Regions from separate parts of the Zea mays genome. Here region 2 is linked to region 1. A link is a contact called in public Hi-C data. All regions are on one chromosome and are shown on one strand. Each heading gives the region's core, a stretch centred on a gene start, on an enhancer-like site or on the middle of the called end of the contact. The rest is flanking DNA. Distances are from core to core; before and after follow the strand shown. Region 1 has its middle 110 kb from the start of LOC103646933. Region 2 has its middle 130 kb from the start of LOC103646939.

What was found. A called contact is a pair of places that touch in the nucleus more often than the background predicts.
Region 2: a contact with region 1 is called in a Hi-C map of leaf, with 3 times the contacts expected there. The contact joins two enhancer-like sites. A contact is called at or near these places in 7 of 25 Hi-C or Micro-C datasets (bundle sheath, ear, leaf and 2 more).

The regions. Positions count from the first base shown.
Region 1 is chr2:127,086,796-127,092,693 of Zm-B73-REFERENCE-NAM-5.0, reverse strand. No RefSeq gene overlaps it. Among protein-coding and RNA genes, the nearest start is that of LOC103646933, 110 kb to the right of the region's middle. Within about 2 kb of position 2,768, at least 6 of the 20 cell types and tissues checked have an H3K27ac peak or open chromatin away from gene starts, as enhancers often do. A contact at or near this core is called in ear and leaf, where this site is marked.
Region 2 is chr2:128,024,831-128,030,728 of Zm-B73-REFERENCE-NAM-5.0, reverse strand. No RefSeq gene overlaps it. Among protein-coding and RNA genes, the nearest start is that of LOC103646939, 130 kb to the left of the region's middle. Within about 2 kb of position 3,673, at least 16 of the 20 cell types and tissues checked have an H3K27ac peak or open chromatin away from gene starts, as enhancers often do. A contact at or near this core is called in ear and leaf, where this site is marked.

The sequences.
Region 1 (5,898 bases), core at 1,519-4,018:
CAAGTCCTTGTCGACATCTAGAGAAGAAAATATACTTGATTATTACACAACCTTTGTTACATTATTCCAAGCTCGTACTTATTATACATACTCAAGCCGTACAACTCACTTTCCTTATTTAGACTACACAAGGAAACAACCTACTACTATACTAGACTAGTCCTCCACATTCTTGGTCGCTCCAGATCCGCTCCTAGCTTCAGAAGGGCGATCATCCACGATGTTCATAGAAGAAGGGGCTCCAAAGATGTCCAGCTCCCCATAGGGTCCTCCTTCACGTGCTCCTGCTGCGCCAGCTCCCATCTCTGCAACTTCTGGTGGCACGTTTGGATGTAACTGGTCATAGAACACATGCACCTCCTCGTGCAGGACATTGTTATACGCTTGCAGGTTTTCCAAGGCCATGCTCAGCTCTTCCACCAGGGCTCGGGTAGTCGCCTCATAATCCTAGGCTATGGATTGCAAATTCACAGCCCAGTCAATAGCTCGATCACGTTCTATGATTTCACTCTGCAAGCGCTCTACTTCTTCTGATAGCTCAACGATACGGCGACTAGCATGCATACGCTCCCTGCCTCCATGGCGCAACTCCACAGTTAGGTGCTCGACTCTAGCCTCCAAGTCTCCTATGGGACCATTCCTCCCACTACTGCTCCCCTCATGAAGAGAAGCCAACTGGTGACGGGGCACACCGTGAGGTCCAGTCACTTTCCGAAGGGTGGTATTCGTACATGCCATGTCTCTATAAGGGGGAAGAATACTTAGTATTGTTTAAACATGATGCATGCATGATCCTACAAACATGGAATCAACTACTCATTGATCCCAAGCTTCCTACATATAACCTAGTAATATGCACTCTTTTTCCTAACTTCTTTAAAAGGTAAGATGCTATAAGAAGGGATCAAGGTAAGGATGAAAGAATATTCAAAGGTAAGTAGTTTAAAACCTTTTGAAGCACTAAGTACTGTCTGAAGAAATGGGCATTGCTCTGATACCCTCTATCAAGGAACCTCCCAAGATATTAGGCCCACCTACAGATGTGCTTGTCCCGAAGACCTTAGAGAGTCATGCAGGTGCACCTAATGGCTCAACAGGTCCGGTTTCCTATATCTCCTTCACATTGCCCAAGAGCATTCATCCAATATCGCAAACATTACATACCATTGGAGTAAAAGCGGAAAGAGTTAAAATAACTTAATTTACATTCATAAGTACGATATAGAAAGAGTCATTAATACATAAACGGGTTCGAGTGCTTATACTTATTACATCACGCGAAGGCAAACACCTTCCATAAGTTTCTCTTATTTTTCTTCCACTTGCTTTGGGACGACCTTGGAGCAAAAGCAGCAAAATTCTACAGTTTCATTACCGACAACAACATGGGTTCGAAAACCCTGAGTATGGACTGTACTTTCGCAAGTCTTACCTGACTAAAAGAAAAGACTCTCAAGGATATGCTGACCTTTAGGAATCAAGGTAAGGTTTAGCAACAACCAATGACTCAGTTTGCACAAAGCTTACTAAAGTTGGTCCTTATGAATCCATTTCACTTGTCAGGTTAAGTAGTTACCTACATCTAGATTTCTTTCCTAATCTAGATCAAGCACTTGGCCTACACTAGCCATCTTTTATCACCTCTTGAGTTCACTTGTCACTACGGTGTAGGTCAGTGACCAAGTCTTCATGTCCGAGAAGTAACGGTGATCTGAATCGATTAATACCTAACTGGGGATCTCCAACCACATGACATATGTAGCACTTAACCCTTGCATATGTCAACTCTCACCAAGGTTTCTCAAGACCAGAATGGGTTCACGCCAACCGAGAGCACAGATACTCCACCGTCCGGCCTCTTGCCACGGATGGTACATGCTACTCTCGCCATCTCTCCACTCTCATTGTGTGATATCCTTTCTAGTATTGGTCCGGCCGAGGCAAAACTTACCCATGACAAGGCATGTGGCCAGTTAAAAGGTCCTCGATCATCAAGCCTACATTGGCTGGGTCCTTAAACGACTCTGACAGAGACACTACACCGAGACTTCCTTCTTATGCAAGTCACCCGCCCGATCTCATCTTTATCATTTATAGCCCAAAGTTTGGTACCTGACAGAAGTACTCTTTTCAGATGTTGAACCCATCACGGCCATGATGAATCCACCATCATAAGTCTTTTGTTTGTAAAAGTTCCCATCTAGTGTGAAGCATCACCTTTTTTTTCTAAAGCAAAGCTAAGCATCATAAAACTTGTTTGAATAAATCAGGTAACAAGGAATAGTATTCAATTTCTCAAGGAAGGTAAGTGTACTAAGTTAAATTTTTATTTACAAAACTACCTCTAATTCCTTTGGTATTGAAATGGTTACCCCATTAGACTGTTTACTGATTTTCTAGTCAAACAGTGTCCAAACAATTCAAACTTCACTCAAAGTTTATAATCAACATTTTAAGTTTACCCAAAAAAATTATGATTTTTGGGATTACTAAACTATTTCTATAATTCTGAAAAGCCCTATTTAAGTACCTTTAAATACTACATAATTTAGGATTTGAAATAAAAACCTTAGAATTATTTTTATTAAATACTACTTGATTTTAGGAGTCTACCAAAATTTGTTTCATATTTTTACCATTTGTCTACCATTTTATACAAATTTTTCAAGCTAGCAATAAAAAGAAAAGAATAAAACATGAATAGTATTGGGTCGAATTCAGCCCAACAGACCCAAGTCCACGCAGAAAACTGCGTGCACCCACGCCCGCACTGGCGGATTTGCGCTCAGACCCCTAGGCATTTGAAAAACCAATAAAGAATCCTTGGGAAGTATTCATATGTTTCACTAACAGCTACACAAATGTCCTCGTATTTCTATTTCTTCATGGCTCCAAGTCCCCGACGACGCTCCGGTCGAACACCTGGCTGGAGTCGCGAGTTCCCATCGCCGGCGACCTGTTCTGGCGGTAGCGAGTACACAAGCTCCATCTCTGAAGCTAGCCGAGCACATCCTATGGACTAATTTGACTAACTTGCCACTAACCCGTGTCTGTTCGCGACAATAGCGGAACAAGGACTCCAGCGAGCCCGTTCTAGGTTACACGAGCCAGTAGCATTCAATCAAATGATTCGAAAAGAATCAGTGATCTACTAAAGCTATGGTGCTTATGTGAATTTGGACAGAGAGAACCCGGAGTGGCCGGACGACGTGAGCAATGTCCACGGCGGTGTTCCCGGTGTTGACACGACGTTCTCAGAGCTATAGCGCGGTAGCGTTCAATTGACCGAGACTGGGAGAATCTAGGGGTCAAAGAGGTACTAAAAACGAGAACTAGAGGGACATGAACTGACCTGGGATAGGCTGGCCACGACGAGATGTCTTACGACTGCGTTCCGGCCGATTCTGGCGAAATCCAGAATTCACGAGCTATGGTTGATGATCTGAGGTGAGAAGTGGTGCGCTAGGTGCGTAACCAGAGGGCAGAGCAGGGAGGGCACTCAATTTAAAGGGATTGATCGCTTGCTTCGCAAATTTGGGAGGGAAGTTCCCACGACGGCGCTTAGATTTTTCACCGAGGTCAGTCGTCATGGCACGCAATGGCACAATGGCTCGGGAATGCTTACTTACTGCTTGCCACCGTCTTAGGTACGTGGTGAAATGGCCTATGGCATGACCAGGATCAATGGCAGCCACGACGTTGTTGGCCGCTCAGCCACGTTACGGAGCAAGTGAATCACGGATCATCGAGACGGTGCCAGAGACCACATTCACCTCCCCCCGATCTTTTCACCCCCAATGTTTATCTACGTCGAGCTCAGCATGATCTTTACCGGCGAGCGCGAATCACGACGTGGGATCGACGGTGAGGCGCACTGCGTCTGTGATCTTTTTTCGGTATTGTACCATGCCATCACTCGTTCACCAGTCTGACAGAGCAAGTTTGAGGGCAATTTTCTTCCATTTCCCAATTGCAACATACCCCTCTATATTCAGCAAAGTTGTTTTCCTATATAACATCTTCAACTTTGTCACAGGAATCATGGGCTTAACCTCACTAGATCATCCTAAATTTGACTCCAAAGTTAGACCAGTGCCACTGTCAGTCTAGGTGCAGAGTATCCCTTCGACTGACAGCCCGACTTTGGGAACATTTTACACTAGGTTCCATATGGTTTTTGGGCTAAGTCACTTAATCAAATTTGTACTACTATAGTAGTTGTTGGTCACTTGTTTTTTATTACTGAATCATAAAACAAGGCAACACAATTGTTAAACGTTAAGGACTTTCGTCCTTCAAAGGATTATCTCCTTTCGGGCATAATGGGTCTTGGACGAAGGTCACGAAGAACAAGTCTTCATCATCCATGAATATAAAAATATAGTTACATATGTAACATTATGCTGATTATTCATTTCATATCAAATGTTAAACAACATTAGGATCCATCTTATATATTGACAAAGTGATACATAATGTACACTATGTTTGTACCTTCGGCTTGCTCGAAGGCGAAATCGTGAATGCAATTCCAATCCAGCGTGAATAGTAGGGGGTATTGTTCATCTATTTATAGACAGTCGTACTGCTTCGTATGATATTACATTCATGTCACCATAGATTACACACGGAGTTTACAAATATCATAGGGATAATATTGTCATTGGCACCTAGCAATTTCAATTAGACATTCTCCTTGCATTGCCTTCCTACGTCAACGTAACGAAGCTTGCTTCGTTGCACTTCCATTGTTCTGCGTCAAAGCTTTTCTGGTAACGAAGCTCTTGTAACACTTAGTAACATGTTGATAACATATGGTTACTCATGTTTTTGAGGACCTTTGGAAGACGAAGGCCCCCAATAGTAGACCCTCGCAGTATTAGATTGTTTCTTTGTAACAAATTCAGACTGCGAAACAAGCAAATGCATTTAGCCAAAGGTCCGAAAAAGCACCTTCCCTTCGCTAGGATAGTGAAACCTTCTATATCATGGGGCCCACCATACAGTGGTACTTTGCATATATATATGAGGGTTGCGATGAAAATGTTTTTTTGTGCTATCAAGCTTGTGTTGGCTTTGTTGTTTAGTTTGTGGACTCTGTAATCGCGATTGCTTTGAAGCTTCGGCTTTTTGCCTCAACCAAAGCTGAGAGGGCCGAAGATAAAAGGAGTGAGGACCCAGCACTGGCTGGGTTTTACGAAGCTATGGAGATAACAAATGTTGAAAAATAACTGATGAAATTTTAGCTAGGATGTCTGAAGATTCTAGTGACAGCGAGGATTTTGATATTGAGAGTGATAATGATGATGCCGAAGATCGGCCGTGGAGGCCGAGTCATGTTGTCTTTGGAAAATCCACTATTAAGAAAGGGCAGATTGAAGCGATGAAGGAAAAATATGTCCATGATATATCCATAGTGAGGGCTAGAGGAGAAAGCATTGTTCCTCTTCATGAGGCTGACGAAGTGGTGGTATTCAAGAGTTTTATGAAGGCTAGTCTTCGCTTTCCCTTGCATAAGGTGATTCTATGTTAAGAATGATTTGGTTGAGAGGGAGGATGTGAATGATGTAATCTAGCGTCCCATACAATCACGCTTCAGCATTAGAAGACATTCGATTGTGAATAGTGATAAAACTCAAGCATGCCTGGTGGCTTTCAACACTATGTGCAGCTACATTAGTACAAGAGACTTGGTCCAAGGGCACATAGCCTTCAAAGTGTGGCCCCTTGTTAATGAATGGGAGATGCCAAAGGAAACCGCTGCTAGTTCAAGTGAAGGTGGCCTGGTTTATCTAAAATATACCTACCGCTATAGAAGTCAGTTCGGTGAGCTAGATGATGAATGGCTTGAAGCCATTGAAGCGACTAGTGAGGAGTTGTTGGAGGCTTATACAAAGG
Region 2 (5,898 bases), core at 2,424-4,923, 940 kb before region 1:
ATCGACCATTGATCATGGGCACACCGGACAGTCCGGTGATTTTTAGTCGAGATTGCTGAGAATTCCTGAGAGCAGCTAGTTGGCTGGGCGCCCCATCCTAGGCACCAGACACTGTCCGGTGCACCACCGGCTGATGCAAGTCTGTTTTGCTCCAAACTTGTAGAATTGCCCCAAGGTCATTTTCCTTGTATGTGTATGTGAACTTTATGCATCTAAGAAAAGATCAACTAGTCAAACTAGTTAGTCCATAAGGTTTGTTATGGTCGTCAAACACCAAAATCGATTATAGGAAATGTTGAGGCCATTTCCCTTTCATATACATACGCCTGCCATGGCTAATACATGCTTATCTCCCACTAATCCTCGCCTCCTCCCCCTAGACCCCCACCTTGCCTATAATAACGGGGCAAGCGGCTCCCTAATGCGATCCCAAAAACCATATGGAACTAGGAGAAAGAGTGGTTCCAAGTGGAGCTATCTGAATTGGGAGCTTTAGACTTAGTGCAGTTTATTGAAACTGAATTTTAGTGTATTTTGCTTGAAGATAAGAGAAGACGACCTTTGTTTTTCTAAGTTGGTGATTTTGTGTATCTGAAAGTTTCACCCATGAAAGGAGTAACTCATTTTGGCGTCAAGGGAAAGTTGGCACCACATTATGTTGGTCCTTTTAAGGTACTAGAGCAGTGCGGATCCATGGCTTACAAAGTGCAATTGTCTCAACATCTTTGAGCTGTACATAATATATTTCACGTGTCACAATTGAAGAAGTGCCTTCAAGTGCCCGACAGAGTAGTGGAGGTATCCGATGTTAATCTGGAGCCATATTTAACTTATTCTAAGCACCATATCAAAATTCTAGATTAGAAGGAAAGGATTACTCGTAGGAGGACCATCAAATTCTACAAAGTGCAATAGAATCAACATTCTGAGGATGAAGCTACATGGGAATCCAAAGGCTACCTAGATAGTCATTTTCCTAAATTTTTAGAATCCTATAAACCTTAGGTTTGTTGTAATCTATCACTAATGTACACCAACCGGGGCACCCACACCCCTGCCTTGTAAGAGAAATTAGGTAATAAACTTGTGACACGTTTCCTTTTCCATTACTTAGCCTAGAGCTTTAATCTTGGGACGAGATTCTTTTTAGAGTCGTGTTACTAGAACTAAAACTTGGCATGACATCATATGTGTTGGCATATTGTGTTGTAATACACCTAGAATGCATTCACTAGAATAAAAAACAATCTAAATTTGATGTGGTGGTCAGTGGAGATCAGAAAACCTAGTTTGAAAAACTTCAGTTGTAACCCCAAAAGTTGATTTTGTAACCTGACAAAATTTTGCCAAAAGTCAAAGTACCAAAGTTATAGAGTCTCCTAAACCAAAAAAGTTTTATGTGTGGAGATTTTCATGTTTTATAGCAAAAAGTGGAGAAAAACTCACAATTTAGTTTTGACCTAGGGTTTGGATTTCTGAGAATATTATCAGCTAGCTCTATTTGGACCTTTGTAACTTTTGATCTATGGATGTTTGGAAGATCATCACTGTAGAAAATATGTAGAGCTACACTAGGTGCACAAATTTGATTAAGTTACTCAGCCCTAAAACCATATGGAACTGTTTGTAAACGTTCCTCAAAAGTGGAATATTTAATTCTGAGACTTAGACTTAATAAAATAATCAGCACTGCAGTTTTTGCAGTCCGAAGCAAATTTGGAAGCCTGTTAGTGGCAAATCTATACAGTTCTAGACTGAGGGAATTACAACAAAATGGAAGACCACGTGTTGGTTTGTAAATTGTCTTTAGGTGCATACCTTTGAAACTATTTGGAACTGGTAGAAACAGTGGTCCAAAATTGTAATGTTTAATTCTGGATTTTCAGACTGAGAAACCAGTCTGAACTTTGTGTTTTGGGGGGCAATTTTAGAGTTCTCTACTGCTCTATCCATGTGGTTATAGGTTATAGTCATTATAACAAATATGTAGTGTGACTATAGGAGAACGAACTTTGTCAGGTGGGATACCCCAAAAATCATATGGAACTAGGAGAAAGACTAGTTCCAAGTGGAGCTGTCTGAATTGGGATTTCCAGACAGTGTAGTTTACTGAAACTGAATTTTAGTGTATTTTGCTTGACTTCATAGCTCTTTTCTGGCAAATCCATAAAGTGTTGAACCAAGGTGTCTATATTGAATTGACCATAGAAAGATGAAAAAATTTCTTTAGGAGGATTGGGTTTGGTGCTGTAAAAACACTTGAGTTAAATGCCCCCAAACATTCACTGTCGGCCTATGCTTGAGACTGAATGTGAATCAGAAGTTGAAACTGAGTTTCAGAGAATTGTGATCAAGTTTGGAGTATCATAACTTGAGATCCAAACACTTTTGGCTCCAGAATTCTTTTAAGGAATTAAAGACCATATATAGGGTAACAAATTTCTTTAAGTAATCCTGAGCTAGTGCTACAATAAAATGGGAGTAAAATACCTCTAGGAAGGTGCTGTCAGTATACATAAACTTTGAGTTCCACGTATTTACCTCTAGAAGGGACTAAAACTTATCCACTGTCAGGGGGCTGTATTATTTGCTTGTTTTGTCAATGTCTCATTGATTTTCTATTCAGTGACTCGCTAGAGCTTGGGTCTTGCGTGGTGCTCATGCAGTGCAACTGCATGTCCACACTGTTGTAGCTGTTGACCGGTGTCCTCCTCGCCGTGATCCCATTTAAACCAGGCAGTGTCTACCTCGTTGCTCTGTGGGCGTAGGAACATAGTTCAGTAAAGCCCTACCTCTCTCCCCCCCGAATTTAGTCGAACTCGCCGTGTGCTAGTGCGTTCCATATTCCGATGCCTAAGGCCTTGTTCGTTTGCGTCGGATTGCACCTGGAATCGTTCCAGCTAATCAAACCAATCTTCCTCATCCAGCTCCGGGTGCTAGCCAGGTGTATTGCGCGCTGTCCTTGCCCTGACCGGTGACCACGCCATCGACATCTCGCCTCCACCGTGGTCAGCCAAGCATGGTTTACTTCTATGCTTTAAACTTAGTGTTCTAGTACTTGCATAGGGCAGTGAAGCTTATGGATCTGCTTGTTTTGTTTTTCTAGTAGCGAGTTGACCGGAACACCGCCGCGACGCCATTGATCTTTGCCGTGAGCCACTCCATCGTGTCGACCGTTCTGTTTGCGCTCTCCCTGGTCATGTTTGTGTGACTTGCTGGTCCTTCCCATGCCCTCCCCTTGAGCTCTACTGTGCCGGCCTCACCGGGATACCTCTCAACGGACCCAGTTGTTACTGGAACCGTGGTCATGGCATGGTGGTCTTGAAATCGCTTGTTCCTTGGGTCCAAGTGGGCCACCATCGTGGGGAACATATTTTAGCATAGGCTCGACTAGCGTCCTAGTTGTATTCCACTGTCCCAAGTCTTTGGCTCGTCGGAGGGGGATGGTGGGATTCGGGGATGTGGATTTGTGAATTGAATGGAAGATAAGGGTGTTTTGTGAAGTCCTATGACTCTCGGGAATAGTACGTCGGTTGGTTCTAGTTTTCGGGAAACCCTAGGGTGTTAGATGAAATGAATGGAAGACAAGGGTGTTTTGTGAAGTCCTATGACTCTGGGCGTCGGTTGGTTCTAGTTTTCGGAAAACCCTAGGGTGTTAGGTGTAAAAATGGGGCAACAGACACAGACTTCACGCGCGGGTGCAGGAATTCCTTCGTCGTTGGGCCAGAGCAGGCCACTATTGGCCCAAGTATTGTTCACTGTTTTCTATTGTTATTTTTGCTGCAGCTGGTAAAATCCACAAAAAATCATAGGAAAATAACGAAGTCTATAACAAGAGAATGCAGGATAGGACAAGACCATATAAGATAATAGAATGGGAACTTTTAAACAAGTAGTTTGCTCGCCTCTTCTAAAATGCCTATCAAGAACCGATGCTCAAGAATTAATGAAGGAAGTTCATTCTGACATATGTGGTTCTCATATTGGATCCGATACACTCTTGGGAAAAGATTTTCGATAGGGATTCTACTGGCCAAAGGCAGCTTCAGACGCAGTAGAATTATTCCAGAAACGTGACAATTACCAACGGTGCGCAAGGTAACCGAAACAATCTTCGTCTTTAACTCAATTAATTCAGCCAACATGGTCGTTACAAAGATGAGGCATGGATTTACTTGGCCCATTGCCACCATCACAAGGGAATTTAAGGCATGCTGTTGTAGTAGTCTAATACTTCTCCAAGTGGATCAAAGCTAAACCCTTGGCCATAATAACTTTGGCAACAATTCAGAAATTTTTCTGGCAAAACATCACCTGCCGCTTCGAAGTACCAAAGATTTTAACAGTCAACAATGGAATTCAATTTGATTCTGAAGCCTTTAAAAATTTCTATTACCAAGTGGGCACCAACATACATTTTGCATCAGTAAGACATCCATAGTCCAATGGTTTAGTTTAAAGGGAAAATAGCATCATTTTGGTGGGGGTAATGAGATCAATCTTCAATTTGTCAAAGGGAAGATGGCCATATGAGTTTGTTAAAGTAGTATGAAATCATAATACTTCAGTCTTGAGGTCCACAGGATTCACTTCTTTCAAACTATTATATGGAGATGAAGCTGTAACCCCAGAAGAAGCAAAAACAGGTTCAGCGTGAACTATGGCTTCAACCGATGATAAAGATAGCTAGAAAATTTCAAAAGATACCATAGAAGGGATCAGACTGCAAGCAATCGATCACATCAATGAATACCAAGCAAAAACAGTTAAACGACACGATAAAAAGGTCAAGTTAAAAAACATCGAGCCAGGTCATCTTGTGCTCTGAAGGGTAGCCAACCCAGAAACAGTGGAAAGTTACAAGTAAAATGGGAGGGTCCCTTCCTGGTCATATCTTCAGGTAGACCAGGGTCTTACAGATTGAAGGACATGGATGGAAATGAAGTTCCAAGATCATGGAACGCACATAAGCTTCGTCGATACTATGTATGATTAATCATGTAATTTTTCCATTTCTTTTATGGTTCCCTTTTTCCTTTCAAAAGGAGGAAATGTTTTAATGGGGCCATTATTGTAATTCACATGTTCTAGCCCAACATATGTAAGGGCAAATGCCCCACACGATGTAAAATGTAAATCTAAAGCTACACCATAGGGTGTAGATGAAAAAAAGAGAATGGAATTAGTGCACCTAGTAAAGGTGTTGAAGGTTCAAAAGTCATTCCTAAGGGAATGTAGAGTCATAGAAATCACCTATTAAAGGTAAAAATACTTTGAAGTCGTTTCTAGGGAATGCATAGTAAGAGAAAACCACCTAGTAAAGGTGAAAAGACTCGAAAGTCTCGAATTTTGTTTCTTACCTTCATCTTTATATCATATTATGCCCTCATTCATTTAGACATCATAGTTTCTTGGCATCATAACATCATGCATTTAAGCAAGGGAAAATTTCTCAAAAATGCTTTATTATGAACGAAAAGAAGGGAAAATGTTTTTTGCCTTTTGACTCAAAATAACGTGGATTAATCCACAATGAAGCATGTGGACGGAGCAAAGGTAACAATACCAAGTTGTTTACATACATGTTACAAGGATTTTTATATTACAAAGCTTCTATCATTGAAATATTCTAACAAGTTCCCTAAGTTTCTTCAATAGATATTCTTTAAGCTTTGGCTCCCTCATTGTCATCATCATATTGCAAAGAATATGAGTATATCAGCACACTGCAAGAAAAAAAGGGAGTATAAGGAGTCAGTTGAAAGAAAACTTAAAGCATAGTTCATCCGTAAGTGCTCTAGCTTCATCTCCTGCGTTTTCCCTGCCACCCTTTGACTAGATCTAAGTACTAAATCTATTCACAACACTAAAAGCTTTATTGGATATAGTAGCCAAGTC